Regions from separate parts of the Canis lupus genome. Here region 2 is linked to region 1. Evidence: chromatin contacts called from public Hi-C data. All regions are on one chromosome and are shown on one strand. Each heading gives the region's core, a stretch centred on a gene start, on an enhancer-like site or on the middle of the called end of the contact. The rest is flanking DNA. Distances are from core to core; before and after follow the strand shown.

What was found. A called contact is a pair of places that touch in the nucleus more often than the background predicts.
Region 2: a Hi-C map of skin fibroblasts shows a contact between it and region 1, with 2.9 times the contacts expected there. The contact joins two enhancer-like sites. A contact is called at or near these places in 5 of 9 Hi-C or Micro-C datasets (amygdala, blood, liver and 1 more).

What each region holds. Positions count from the first base shown.
Region 1 is chr21:24,998,428-25,005,182 of UU_Cfam_GSD_1.0, reverse strand. The region is part of intron 1 of ARHGEF17 (rho guanine nucleotide exchange factor 17); the gene reads left to right. Among named protein-coding and RNA genes, the nearest start is that of RELT, 30 kb to the right of the region's middle. Within about 2 kb of position 4,377, at least 3 of the 20 cell types and tissues checked have an H3K27ac peak or open chromatin away from gene starts, as enhancers often do.
Region 2 is chr21:25,038,839-25,045,593 of UU_Cfam_GSD_1.0, reverse strand. LOC119864981 (a long non-coding RNA gene) reads right to left here. Exons shown (of 3, transcript XR_005375674.1): 3 at 5,699-6,755. Among named protein-coding and RNA genes, the nearest start is that of ARHGEF17, 6.1 kb to the right of the region's middle. Within about 2 kb of position 3,018, at least 2 of the 20 cell types and tissues checked have an H3K27ac peak or open chromatin away from gene starts, as enhancers often do.

The DNA of each region.
Region 1 (6,755 bases), core at 3,128-5,627:
TCAGCCCTTACTCGTTACCTTTCCGTCTGTCCTTTCTCATCACTGGGCATCAGTTGGTCCAGCACTAGCTGCAGGACCAAGTGGCCCCAAGTGGGCAAGAAGTCTTGTAGGAGATCTTGGTGGGGCTCATAGTGAGAGGCTTGTCCAGAGGCAGGTAAACAAGATAGTAGGCTTGAGAAATGGGGAGCTGTCAGCTGACAGGGCTAGACAGGGAGAGTTAGGTGTTCCCCAAGACCGGCAGAAGCATGGTTCCACCCAACTGGCATACCCACTCTGCTTCTCCTACAGTAGGGTGGTGGCTTTGTGGAGCAAAGCCCTGTTCCCCTCCCTGCCTCTCCTCTTCCCCTAAGGAGGAGGGAGCTGCTTGGTGGGATGAGGGTGGTATATGGGTTGTGGTGGGGTGTGGAATATGGAGAGGAGGGCCCTTACCAGCCACCTCATACACTTATAAAAACTATTCTGAGCCAGACCCATTCCAGACAACTGTAGATACCCAAAAGGAAAGAAGACATCAGTGCCTAAAAAGGGAGTTCATTTCAGCCAAGCAACAAAAAAACCAGACCCACATAGGGGTGCTCCGTGGTATACATGGTGTCCCCAACCCCCCCATCCAAACTGACCTCCCCTTCAGGGGCTCCTATGCCTTGCTGTTGTGGGGGTGATCCCTGGACACCCTGATTCAGCACTGTGTGCTCCTGCTCCTTCTCTCAGCTTCCTCTCATTTCCCCACCCCACCAGCTCCCCAGTTGCCATGACAACGGGCTTGGATGTAATTAGCCATCTTTAATGAAGCAGCAGCAGCAAGCAGTACCTTAGCACCAAGCCCTGCCCCCTTCTCCAGGGCAACTCCAGTGAACTCTGCCATCTGGGCACCCACGTGCCTCTGGATTTCTTGACCTCAGGATGTTGTTCAAACTCTGCCTCCTCCAGGAAGCCCTCCCTGAATACCCCCGACCCCCCAGGCAGAGTTGACTCCTTCTGCAGGGCCCTGTATATTGCTTGGGAGTTCCTGGATGCCAGCCAGAGTGGATTCATCTGTGCAGGGCCTGGTCCTGCTGAAATTAGTGAGGGAATAGATCCACCTTACTAACAAGCCCTAGCACTAGGCATGGCCTCGCAAGTGCTCAGAGGAAATGAGGCCCCAGGTCATACTGCAGGAGAGGGAGAGTCAGATGGGGGAGGAGGTGCTGAGAGAAAAACCAAAAGTGAGTTAAGTAGTGACAGTGATCAAGCAATGGGGCAGAGGTGGGACGTTCAAACCACAGCCCTTGTGCGAGTGTGGGATTATCTTTGGGACCTGGCTATTTAGATTTGTCCACGGGGTGTGTCCATTCTCTATGCTTAAATCATCACTCAGCAAACTGTTCTGGCTTTTCCAAACCCTCCCCCAACTTGCCCAGCCCTGAGAGGAGGAGGAGGTGGAGGCCCCACGCCAATTCCCCTAGGGAAGTCCATAATCTATCCCACTGGGAGGATAAGAGGTAGATGGACTCACTGATTCTTGGTTCAAACTAGAGGTAGAGAAGGGCTTGGGGCCTTCCTGGGGAGCCCTTATTCTGCCTCCCAGGGACAGAAGGGATGAGATGCTGTGGCCAGGCAGGCTCTAGGCCTTGAAGACTGCCAGTAGACAGATTGCTAGGCCCCACCCAGAGTTTCAGGTCTGTAAGGTAGTGTGGAGGGGGGGGTGGGGGGGGGACGGTAAGAATGTGCATTTCTAACACATTCCCTGCGGGTACACAGGGCCTGCACTTTGAGAACCACTGTCACAACCACTGTCACAGAGGGATCAGCACACACTCATGGTTTCATTCATTTTTATTCAACGAGCTGGCTCAGGAGTTACTCTAGGCCAGGCCCTGTTGGGACACAGGAGAGACAGATGGGCTCACCAATTGTTTAGGGCAGCACAAACTCAGCAAGCACCTATCAGGCGTCAGGCCCTGCCCACTCCCCCCATCCTCCCCACACCCCACTCCCCAGTGAGTGCGGGCCTCACTGCTCTGGGAGCCGCTGCCAGGTGGGGGTCACAGCTGTTTTGTCTTGCTACTTTCTTGGAATTCAATGCCTGTTTTCATTGTTGACCACCCTGGGATTGTCTGTTGGGAAGTTGAAATTTTAGTGTTGGACTTTTAGCCTCCTCATCAGAGATGAGGAGGCTAGTGCTACTGGGCTCCTGTCCTGCCTTCTCAGGAGAGGGTAAGGAATAATTAATTCCCTTGGATGGGACTGTGGGGTATCGATTCACCTGGCTGAGGGCTGAACAGGAGAAGGTAGCAGGGTGAGCAGAACAGCACAGGAGGCTGCAAGGGCCAGTAAGAGGGGTTGATCCCGTGCCACGGGGCTGCCAGGGGAGGTTCGTGAGCAGGGAATTACAAGATTTGCCTCCCCATGATGACTGCTCAGTGTGTGGGGAGAAGAGAAGGGGAAGAGTTATTGAAGTTTTATCAGCCAACACCTATGTGCAGAGTGCTGTGGTTTACAAAGGGCCATGGACCTTGCCCTCAGGGAACCTACAGTCTCCTGGGAGGAGATGGCCATCAATCTAGCAATTGTTCAAATGTGTAATTACAAACTATGGTATCTGGTTAAGAAAAACTAAGATCTTTGAGAGCACAGAGCAGGTGCACCTGGCCTGATCTGAGGATCAGGGAGGGCTTCCCTGAGGAGGTGACATTTGCACCAAAATTAGTCTTAAAGGGAAAGCAAAAACACTGCAAGGAGAGGGAAAAGGCAAGGGCCAAGGCCCTGAGCTAGGAGAGAGTCTGGTCTGCTTCTAAAGAGTTAAAACAAGTGGTTGGGGCACATTAAGCAAGGCATAGAGGGATGGCAGGGACTGGCTTGGGCAATGGGTCAGAAGGTTTCCACTGTGCAAGAAAACCAGGGGAAAGTAAGTTTTGCGGGAAAGCATCAGGAGTTCCGCCCTCGGTACACTAAAGAAGCACAAAGCCAGCCAGCACAGAGGGCTCCCCAGTCAGCTGCAGGGTGCATCAGGACCCTCTGGTGGGAGGGGAGCTGGTACAAAAACAAAGCTTACCCTGTGAGTTCTGGCATCACCTGCGATTTGAGGACCATCTCCTGGGGATCATGCTTGGAAACATTCTGGAGTATCATCTGGTGATGGTGGTGGGGTTGCAAATGCCTGAGCCCCTCCCCATGGTGGGGGGTGGGGTGGAGAGGGATAGGACTGGAATCCACTAGGACTGCCTCAAGTATAGGACACAGGTCAACTGGGTGGGCTGGGAGTAGGCATGACTCAGGGAGGGCCCTCTCCTCTCTCAGGCCCTAATGCTCTGTCCCGGGTCGGGAGAACAGTGCCAGTGTCCAGGGATGTGCTCGTATTCTCGTCCCTAAATATGTGTGCCTGTTTGTGCCTGGTTATAGTCGTGTGAACACGGGAGCCTGTGCCACTTTGAAGCACTGGATCGGCGTCCTGAGTGTCAGGGTTCAGGTGTGTATGGGCTACATCCATGTGTGTGCACTTGGCCCTCACGCACACATATATACCAATCAAGGCCAGGGGGCAGGTTTCCCTGTATCTGGGCCTGTCCTGTGTAGATCCGCGCGTGCCCCCGTGTGTGCCTGCGTGGGCGCAGGTGTGGACAAAAGGCCCTGCCTCCCGGCGTACTTGCCTTTGTCCACGGGTGTGCGCCGACTTCTGTCCTCAGAGGGGGATGAGTCCGCAGGGGAGGCCGCTGCGTGGGGGGCGGCGGGGGCGCGGCGGGGGCGGGGGCGGGGGCGAGGTCTGGCCGCCCTCGGCGCGGAGGGGGCACCCGGCGGCGGGGCGCGGGGCGGGGCGGGGACTCGTCTCTGCTCCCCTCCCCCGCCCGGCGGCGCCCTGCGCGCCTGGCTCGCCCCGCGCACTCGCCGAGCGGAGGAGGCAACAGCGCCGCCGCCCGGGCCGTCGCGGTCAGCCCGACGCTGGAACCGACGCCGCGCCCGCCGCCGCGGCCCCGCTGAGCCCCAGGGAGGGAGCGACGGTGGGAGAGAGGGGGCCCGCCGTGCCCCGCCGCCCCGGCCCCCCGCCCTGGCGGCGGCCCGGCCGCATGCTTCAGATGGTGAAGACCCTGGCCCAGTTCACCATCGCGCTGGAAGACATGCGCGATCTGGGCCCGGCCACCGCCTCCGGGGAGCCCGCCGGGAGCAGCGGTGCTGACGCAGAGGAACCTGGGGAGGCCCAGGTACGGGGGGTGGGGGGGGTGGGGAGACAGCCAGGGAGCCGGGGCCAAGACCCAGAACCCAGCGGCCGCGGGCCTGGGGAGGCGTGGGTAGATGCTGGGATGCAGGACCAGCAACTCGAGCCGGCACACTGAGCCGGATCTGAGCCTGGGGGCTCAGAGACTGGTGATGGGGGCAGGGAGAAGGGCTGGCAGCCTCAACCGGGGTGGGGGGCCGGTACCCTGAGACCGAGCCTTGGCAAGGCCTGGTGATACGTAGTAGTGCGTGATATGGGTCAGCGTGCAGGCAGAGGCTGTCTCCTGCGGAATCCTGGGTTCGCCGGCTCAGGAAGGGGAGGTTTTATCAGCCTTTCTCTGGCAGGCCTGCGGCAGTCCCCAGGTGTATGTATGTGCTGGGGGGATGGGACCGTGACACTGGCTTATTTGCTGCCGCCCCCCCCCCCCCCCCTTGCCATTCTCTCCACGCCACTGGACCCGCTGGGCCTTGGAGATGTCGTGCTGTGGTGGCAATGGTGGTGTCCCCATTCCTGGCTCTGTGCTCTTCCCTTCTGGGGGAAGAAGAGGGGGAGGTTTCCAGGGGCTGTATCCATGCCTTTGTATGTTTCTCTGGGCCTGGACTCTGATTGTCCTGCTCTCCTGGGCTCCTGGGGCTCTGGTTCTGTCTTTCCTGTGCTGTGGAATGTGTGCTTCTCCCCAGCACCTTACATCTCTGGGCTGAAGGCTCTGGTTCTCAGCTAAGTGACTTGGCTGCATTTCATTTTGGTCTCTTTGCGGGGTGTCTGGCCTCCACAGCTTCTGTGTGCATGTGTCTCTGTCTTCATGCTGTGTACATAGGGTCTTAAGCTTTGGGTCATGATGTCCAATCATACTCGTAGGAGAGGCCGCCCTCTGTCTTCCTGCTGTATGCCCTCAGGCCCCCTCCCTCTCCCACTTCAGTGCCCCCTGTAGTGGAGGTCTGGGGATGGGGCTGTTGAGAGGTGACAGGCTCCCGGGGGAGGCTAGGCCTACAGGGCTGTCCCGCCCAGAACAGGTGGGCCTGCTGATCTGCCTGACAGCTGCATTGCCCGGCTCCTGCTTCCCTTTGCTCCCCCTCGCTCCCCCACCCCCACATGCACTCACACCCGTGTCTGGGCACGTGCAGAAGGGCACTCCATGCAGTGACAGGGAGCTGGCCTTATTTTCCATGCCTCTACCTGACAGCTGAGTGACAGCGCACTGTGCTTTCAAGCCAGAGGAGGCTGGGAAAGGCGGGTGTTGCAGCGTCAGCCTCCCTGTGTGAGTTACCCCAGCCCGCTGGGCCGCCAGGCTCAGCCCCAGCCCTGCCTCCCTCAGAAGGCCTCCCTGCCCATGACCCTCACCACTGGGCCTGGCAGGGCCAGGTCCAGGCAGTGGAGTGGGGAGGGGTTTGTGCTGCCCAGGGCTGAGCCCAGGCCTGGTTCTACTCTCAGGGAGCTCCCTGTCCAAGCAGGGAGATGGATATAGATGGACTGTTTTGCTGAGTTAGAGTAAGAATGGACATTGAAGATCCAGCGTGAGTAGAGAGTTGCCCTGCTTCCCAGCTCCCTGCTTTCACAGTACTGGGAGGGCTGCATAATTCATTCCATTTCATAGAGGAGAATGTAGAACCCTAGAGCAGTTAGGTGACTACCCCAGCTCACACGCCTAGGAAGGGGCATAGCCGGGGACCGTGTGGCCCATGGCTGGACGGTCAGTCTGGGCAAGAACTCTGGATGCTTGTGTCCTAAGACTCAGCATGAGGTGGCTAAAGAGACTGGGGTTGGGGCACTTGGGTGGCACAATCTGTTGCGTCCGACTCTTGGTTTCAGCTCTGGTCATGATCTCAGGGTTGTGAGCTTGATCCCCACATCAGACTGTGCTCAGTGGGAAGTCTACTTGAGATTCTCTCTCGCCCTCTCACTCTGCCACTCCCCCTGCTCCCATCCTTGCTCACCCTCTCTCTTTCTCTCTCTCAAATAAATCTTTAAAAAAAAATAAAGATACTTGGTCCTCACTCTGCCGGTTTCTGGCTGTGTGACCTTGGGCAAGTCAAGTCACCTCTTGGACTTGACTACTTCATCTGTAAAATGGAGATGATGATACCATCATCATAGAGCTGTGATTGTGAGGCAGAAATGAGGCCATATCTGTGCTTAGAGGACCCTGGAGGACAAGGGGAGGATTGGGCATGTGGGCCTTTCCTTGGGAGGCCCTTCTGGCCCTTGGTACTCTCCCAAACTCTCCATCCTAGGGTCGGCCCAACTGGTGTTCCCTCCTAATGGAAGCTGCCCTGCTGTTTTAAAGGCCTTTGAATCACTGAGGATAGATGATCTGACTGTAGCTGGGGCTCTGAGGCAGAGCCCAGTGTCTTCTCACTTATCAGGAAACACAGCTGGTGGGGGTGGGGCAAAGCTAGTCTCCTCCCCTCCCTCAAGGGAAAGTCATTCTCACCCCCTCCACCCCTGAGTTCCTAGCACAGGAGCTTACTTTCATGAGTGTGTCTCACTGTTGACAGGTTTGGGGACAGACCTAGCCCCAAGTCCCTGAATTCAGAGGAAAGGGATCACAGGGAGGTGAGCATAC
Region 2 (6,755 bases), core at 1,769-4,268, 42 kb before region 1:
CTCTTGGGGTAGGGATGGGGGCATCTGAACCAGATATTGAAGGCTGAGTGGATGGTCAGCAAGTAGCATTGGGGAGCATGTTCCTACAGCCTAGGCCAGCTATATGCAAGACTCTGCCCTGAGGCAGATGAGTAGAGAGAGCTGGAGTGAGGGGCAGGCAATATGACCTCCTATGTGTGAAAATTGAGAAAACAAGAGCTGTCCCATGGCCACCTTCCTCTAGACAGTGGCAAGAGTGGTCCAGATGCTCCAGGCTGTGGGGGCCCAGCAGAGGGAGGAATTAGGAAGAGCTTCTTCAAAGAAGTGGAGGTTGAGCTGGGAAGGAATCCAAAAGGCAGAGGGGGATCCCTGGGTGGCATAGCGGTTTGGCGCCTGCCTTTGGCCCAGGGCGCAATCCTAGAGACCCGGGATCGAATCCCACGTCGGGCTCCCGGTACATGGAGCCTGCTTCTCCCTCTGCCTATGTCTCTGCCCCTCTCTCTCTCTCTCTGTGTAACTATCATAAATAAATAATAAAAAAATTAAAAAAAAAAAAAGGCAGAGGGAAGGCTGCTCCTGGTGGAAAGCCCTGTATGTATACAAAACCCAGAGGTAGAGATGTACTGAATCTGGCTATAAATCAATAGTGAGTTTCAATTAAGCCAGGAGTGGGGTGGGGGTGGGGGAGTGGGGGGGATAACTAGAGCACTAAATGCCAGTAAGAGCTCCAGATCCCACTTCTCCTCCACCCACCTCTTCAAATATGCCTCTTTCAGCCTCAGGGTATCCTGGGTGCCTGAGGACCCTCCACTAGGCCCCCCAAGTGAGGGGAAATAGCCCTTCAACACTGCTTCATACTAGAAGAAGTCAAAAGCTTGAAGAGACTTAGGGCCACCAGAAGGCTGCAACATGGAGGTGCAGAGGTTCTGTGGCCGGGAGCCTGCCAATCAGTCTCAAGACAGACTGTTTCATGGGTTCTGCTCCTGCCCTCTCAGCTCCATCATTCTGGCCCGTAGGTGCCTAGAAGCTGCTGGAGGCCATCTCATGGAGGCAAACACAGAGCTGAGCCTTCAAAAGCTCTGGAAAGACATCTTCACTGAAGATCTCTGAGGAGGCAACGAAGGAGATTCTACTACACAAGGCCTCTCTATCTGCTCTTCCCGCCCACCCCTCCTTCCAGCCCCACCCATACAGCTCCTTGTCCTCTTGGCTCCTTTCCTTCATATCTCTATCACCCCACCCCACCCCATTCCCCCTCACTTCTTCTCTGGTCCTCGTTCCCTCCCCTCTTACCACGCTGACCCTGTATGGGAACCGACCTAGAAGGTAGAGGGGAGAGAGGGCAGGGCAGAGGGACAGAGCAGGAAGGGCAAGGACTGCATAACTTAGTATTTTTCTTTTAGCTCTCTCTAATCCCCCAGGCTATTGGGCCATGAAGCCATTGAGAGACAGACTCTGCTGGAGTTAAACTCCATAGTCATGTTGGAGGCATGCTTACAGCTGGCTGAGGAAGTGGGAAAACCAGACCCAACCCATCTTGGGAATCCATCAAAAGTGTTCTCCAGAAGAGGCTGATAATTTGGACAGAAGGAGCTTTGATTCTTTAAGTCGCAGTGAAAAGATGTGCGGAAATGTCAGAAGACGTCTATTCCCTATGGGATGCAATGCCTTGCCAAGTAGTACAAATACCAGCTACCTTGTGTCTTGTTCCGAGTCTGAGACCAGACTCGTCATCAGTTGCCTGTCCCGGAGGTGCTGGGGAGTAGGAGAGCAGAAGGCAGAGGGTTTCTGCCCACAGTGCCTGCTGAGCCCTGCAGAGTCCTAGCAGACTGCCAAGAACTGTGACCCTTTGGTTACTTTTCCAAGAGTGAAAACTGTGGGCCACAGGTAAATTTCATTCCCAGCTTCTCTTTGTGAGGCGTAATAGGATAAAGGGTAGAGACTCCAGTCAGGTCATCTTGGTGTTTATCTTGGCTCTACCCCCTTTGTAGCTGTGTTACTCTGGGCACATTATTTAGCCTCTTTGTACCTTAACTTCCCCAGCTGTAAAATGGTAATAGTAACGATATCTATCTTGTAAAGTGGTTGTGAGGATTAATGCGTGCAAAACACTTAGAATAATGCCTGGAACATAACATAGTAAGCATGCAAGGCATGTTACTATTACAATGATCTTGCCTTTTGTGCACACAAGTTCCTCCAGCATTTCTCTTTAGCAATTGGCCTAGGAGGTTTCTAAACAAGGGGCTTTGAGCAGGGGGTTTCTCCTTTTCCTTCACCTGGTAGGCAGCTGATCTTTTAAGAAAAACAAAACAAAACAAAACAAAACAAAAAAAACCTCAAGCACACTTTTTACAGAACAAGGGCCATAATCCATGAGCCCCATCTGTTCCTATAAGGAGGAAAAATCATCTATTACATGCCAGTATGAGGGACTCTGAATGTTCCCTTCCTTTTCCCTCCTTTTGTCCCCACCCCTCACTCTCCTCACTTTAACTCAGAGCGAACTCAGTGATGGGGGATCACACTGGGGATGTCTACTTACTGGGGTGCAGAGGGGACATAGACTGAGGCATGGGGGTAGCGTGTGATTCCAAGGTGATTCACTATGGCTTGGGGAAGACTTCTTGGGGAGGGAGCAGTGCAGCTGGGGCTTGAAGGATGGATGTAATCAGATGGAAGAAGAGAGGGCCAGGTCGTTCTGGTGCAGGGAACAGCACAGCCCGAGGGAGGGTGTTGGAGGACTGATAAGAATTGTGGCCTGAGATCAGGCTGGAGAGCTGGCAGGGCTAGAGAGTCAAAGGCTTGGTGCCAGCCCAGGGAAGCACTGGGGAGCCACAACAATGACAGCAGTGGCCATTTGCTGGGCTCTGCAGGTTCTAGGCACCATTTCTCACTGAGTCCTTACAACACCCCCAATTACAGATGGGGAAACTGAGGCCTGGATGTGGGAATTGACATGTCAAGGTCACACAGCCTTTCTCTAACAAATACTAGACATCCCCCTCCACCTGCCCTCCCTTCTCTTCCCTTTCCTTTATTCACTTGCCTTCCAAGTGCCCACCTGCCTCAGCCAGTCCCAGTAACTGGAGACCCCCTAGGAAGTTCTGACAGAGAGAGCTAAATGCCAACTGCAATATCAACTCTTTTTTAATTGGGCACAAGGTCTCCTAGGATGAAAACTTCATTTCCCAGGCTTACTGGCAGCTAAGTATGACCAGGTAATTTAATCCTGGGCAATGGGAGATAAGCAAACCCTAAGGCAGTTTAACACGGGGAGGGGGTGAGTGTCTTTAAAAGATAGGTAGTGTCTGTCCTTTGCCTCCCCATCCTTCTTACTGCTTACAATGGGGACATCACAGCTGAAGCACCATCTTGGACCATGAGAAGCAGCTCAGGTTTCTGACTGTTCTGGTCTGGGACCACCTAAATCTGGACTTCTGCACAAGAGAGAAATAAATGTCTATCTTTTTTAAGCCACTAGTTTTTCAGGCCTTTGTTACCCACAGCCAAAGGAATCCCTTTACTTGGGTACTATCCTGAGATGATGGACATAGGCGGAGGCCAGGCACTGTCCTGGACTGGAGTGGGGCCCAGGGTCTAGCCTGGTGTGAGCTGGAAATACCTGGAAAGGCTTAGAAAAGTTGAAAAGCTTGGGGAGTGGTCATGCTGCTTTTGCTGGAGGCTGAGCGGGTGGATGGGTTTCCAGAGAGAGAAAGAAGGAAGGGCTGGAGAGAACCTGGGAACTCCATTAAGGGGCTGGGCAGGAGGAGGAGCCGGAGAGGTGGAAGGTCAAAGCCTGGAAGTTTCTGAATGATGGTGGCAGTGGAGGTGGGTGAGTGAGGGCGTAGCAGGAGGGGAGGAAGTGGAGGTGATGGGTAGAAGAGAGAAGAACATTCCCAGGGAGGCTAGGCACAGGGAAGGTGTTTCTATGACAGGAGACCTGTGATTGTTGGCTGTTGTAGGTTGAGGACAGGGGCAGGGCCAAAGATGGAGTAGCCAGAGAGTCAGGAACCAGGGTTTGACCTTTCCAATTTGGAAAAGCCCAGGAGCACTGGATCTGTCCTAACAAGAGATACAGCCTTCTCCTCCCTCCCTCATTCATTTGTTCAACACACATCCTCTAGGCTCCTCCAAGATGGCGATGGGAACACAGAAGCAGCTCAGACCCAGACCCTATTCTCAGAAAGAATCTGCGGTGAGGGTAGGGGTACAGACAAGGAAACAGTTCATCCAGTAAATAACATTAATTGAGCACCTATTACATGCCAGGCATTGTGCTGAGAAGTGGGTTCCTGTCCTCAGGGAGCTCCTAGTCTGATGGAGGAGAATGGCAATAATGAAATAAACAAACACCCTGGATCATGCCCATTGGGGAGGAGAGCTCAGAAGAACATAAAGAGGGGTAGGGGATGGGGCACCTGGGTGGCTCAGTCCATTGAGCCTCAGACTCTTGGGGCTGAGCATATGACTCTTGGTTTCAGCTAGAGTCATGATCTCAGGGTCATCGGATTGAGTCCTGCTTCAGGCTCCATGTTCAGTGGGGAGTCTCCTGGAGATTCTCTCCCTCACCCTCTGTCTACCCCCTATTCTCCAAAATAAATAAATAAATCTTTTAAAAAGAAAAGAGGGCTGGGGGCAAGGAAGGCCTTACTAGGGAGACTATAAGCTCATGTAATGGTCAGGGCTGAGAGATGCTGGGGACCAGGGGGGCTTTGCCTCAGCTTGAGGGGCAGAGGAGCCTTCTTAGCTGAAGGTAAGCTAATTAGCTCAGTGCAGAAGGGCTGTTACTGACTCCATGACTTTGAACAAGACTGTTTACTTCTCTAAGCCTCTGCTTCCTTACCTACAAAACAGCAATAATACTAACCAGCCGCCTCCCTAAGCCACCAACGGTATCGAGCATGGAAAAATTAGGGCAGAATTATCATTAAGTACAAAAAGTATGATAATGCAATAGAAGAGGCACAAACAGGCACTTTACATAAAAGGAAGCACAAATAATTTAAAAAAAAAGAAAGAAAAAAAAAAAAAAACAGAGAAAGAGAGAGATTTGATCCTAGCTTGATAATGCCTCCTGGATGTTGAGTAGTCACATGGCCCATTACCCTGAGCACTCCTGCGCCTGTGGGAGTCAGGCAAGGTGCTCAGAGCAGCACCATTCACAAAAGCAAACACCTGGAAACACCCAAATGCCCGTCCATGACAGACTGGATGAATACACTGTGCTATATTCCCACATTGGAATATTACACGCAGCCAGAATGCCCTTTACCGACACGTGACAATATGGATAAATCTAGCAGTATAATATTAAGTACAAAGAAATCTCAAGAGGGGCACCTGGGTGGCTCAGTGGTTGAGTGTCTGCCTTCGGCTCAGGGTGTGATCCTGGGGTCCTGGGATCAAGTCCTGCATTGGGCCCCCAGCAGAGAGCCTGCTTCTCCCTCTGCCTATGTCTCTGCCTCTCTGTGTGTCTCTCATGAATAAATAAAATCTTTAAAAACAAAACAAATCTCTGGGATCCCTGGGTGGCGCAGCGGTTTGGCGGCTGCCTTTGGCCCAGGGCGCGATCCTGGAGACCCGGGATTGAATCCCACGTCGGGCTCCTGGTGCATGAAGCCTGCTTCTCCCTCTGCCTATGTCTCTGCCTCTCTCTCTCTCTCTCTCTGTGACTATCATAAATAAATTAAAAAAAAAAACAAAAAAACAAAACAAATTTCAAGAAAATTGTACACAGCAAGATGCCCTTTTTATAAAGTTAAAAAGACAACTAAAATGAAAATACATACTTTGGAGGAATACACAGATGCAACAAAACTATACAAAAAGGAAGCAAGGGCACGCTGAGCACAAGAGGAAATAGCTATCCTGGGTGGTATGGCAGCAGGAGAAGGGGTTAGGGAAGCTAGATAATGAGATGTAGGAGATCGTCAAAGTCCTAATTGTTTTGTTTTGTGGTGGGAGCCAATTAAATAAGTGGTGAGAATATGCCATGAACAAAAAGTCATAAATAATTCAATTCTGTGCGTTTGAGGGCTAATTATACAGGAAAGGGGACACTGTCAGGTCATTTCTAATTGACTTGGGAATGGAGTCAAGAGCCTGATTCCCCCAAGACAGTTCCTTCCTGGGGCTTACTGCTTCTTGGGAGTCCTCTATTCCTCATCTTTCTTCCTCTTAAGTACCCAAGGCCCATCATTGGCCATGACTGTGATCATCACAACCTTACTATCTTGATTTCTCCAAGGGACCAACAGCCCTGATCTTGCTGGGTCACCGTGAGTCACTGGGTAGATGGGGTTGTTTTCATTCCCCTTTCATAGGCGAGGAGCCTAAGTCCCAAAGGAAGAGAGCGACCTGCTGAGGGTCACCTGGCGTGTCTGTGAGGGTGCCTGCACTGGGCCCAGCTCTAGACTCTCAGCACAGTGTCCCCCTCTCCATCTTGATTCCCCATGTTTCCAGCCACCTCCTAGATAAGTCTTTGAAGGGCTAAACACAACCAGGCCCCCTCGGTACCTGGGAGATGACTTTGTCTCATCATGAATCAGAAGCAACCGAGGCTGGAAGGACTCAGGAGGTGCTGGAAGCAGCCAAGCCACTCTCTGATTGGGTGAGTGTTGCATTGGGTGGAGGTCCAGCCTAGATCATCAGACACTCTCCCTCCCCACCAAGGGGAATTCCTGATCCAAAGTCCTCAGTCAGCCCCCCTGAAGGCCAAGCTGCAGGATGCTGAGGTGACCTGAGTCCCTGCTCCTCTCCATCAGTTTACCCAT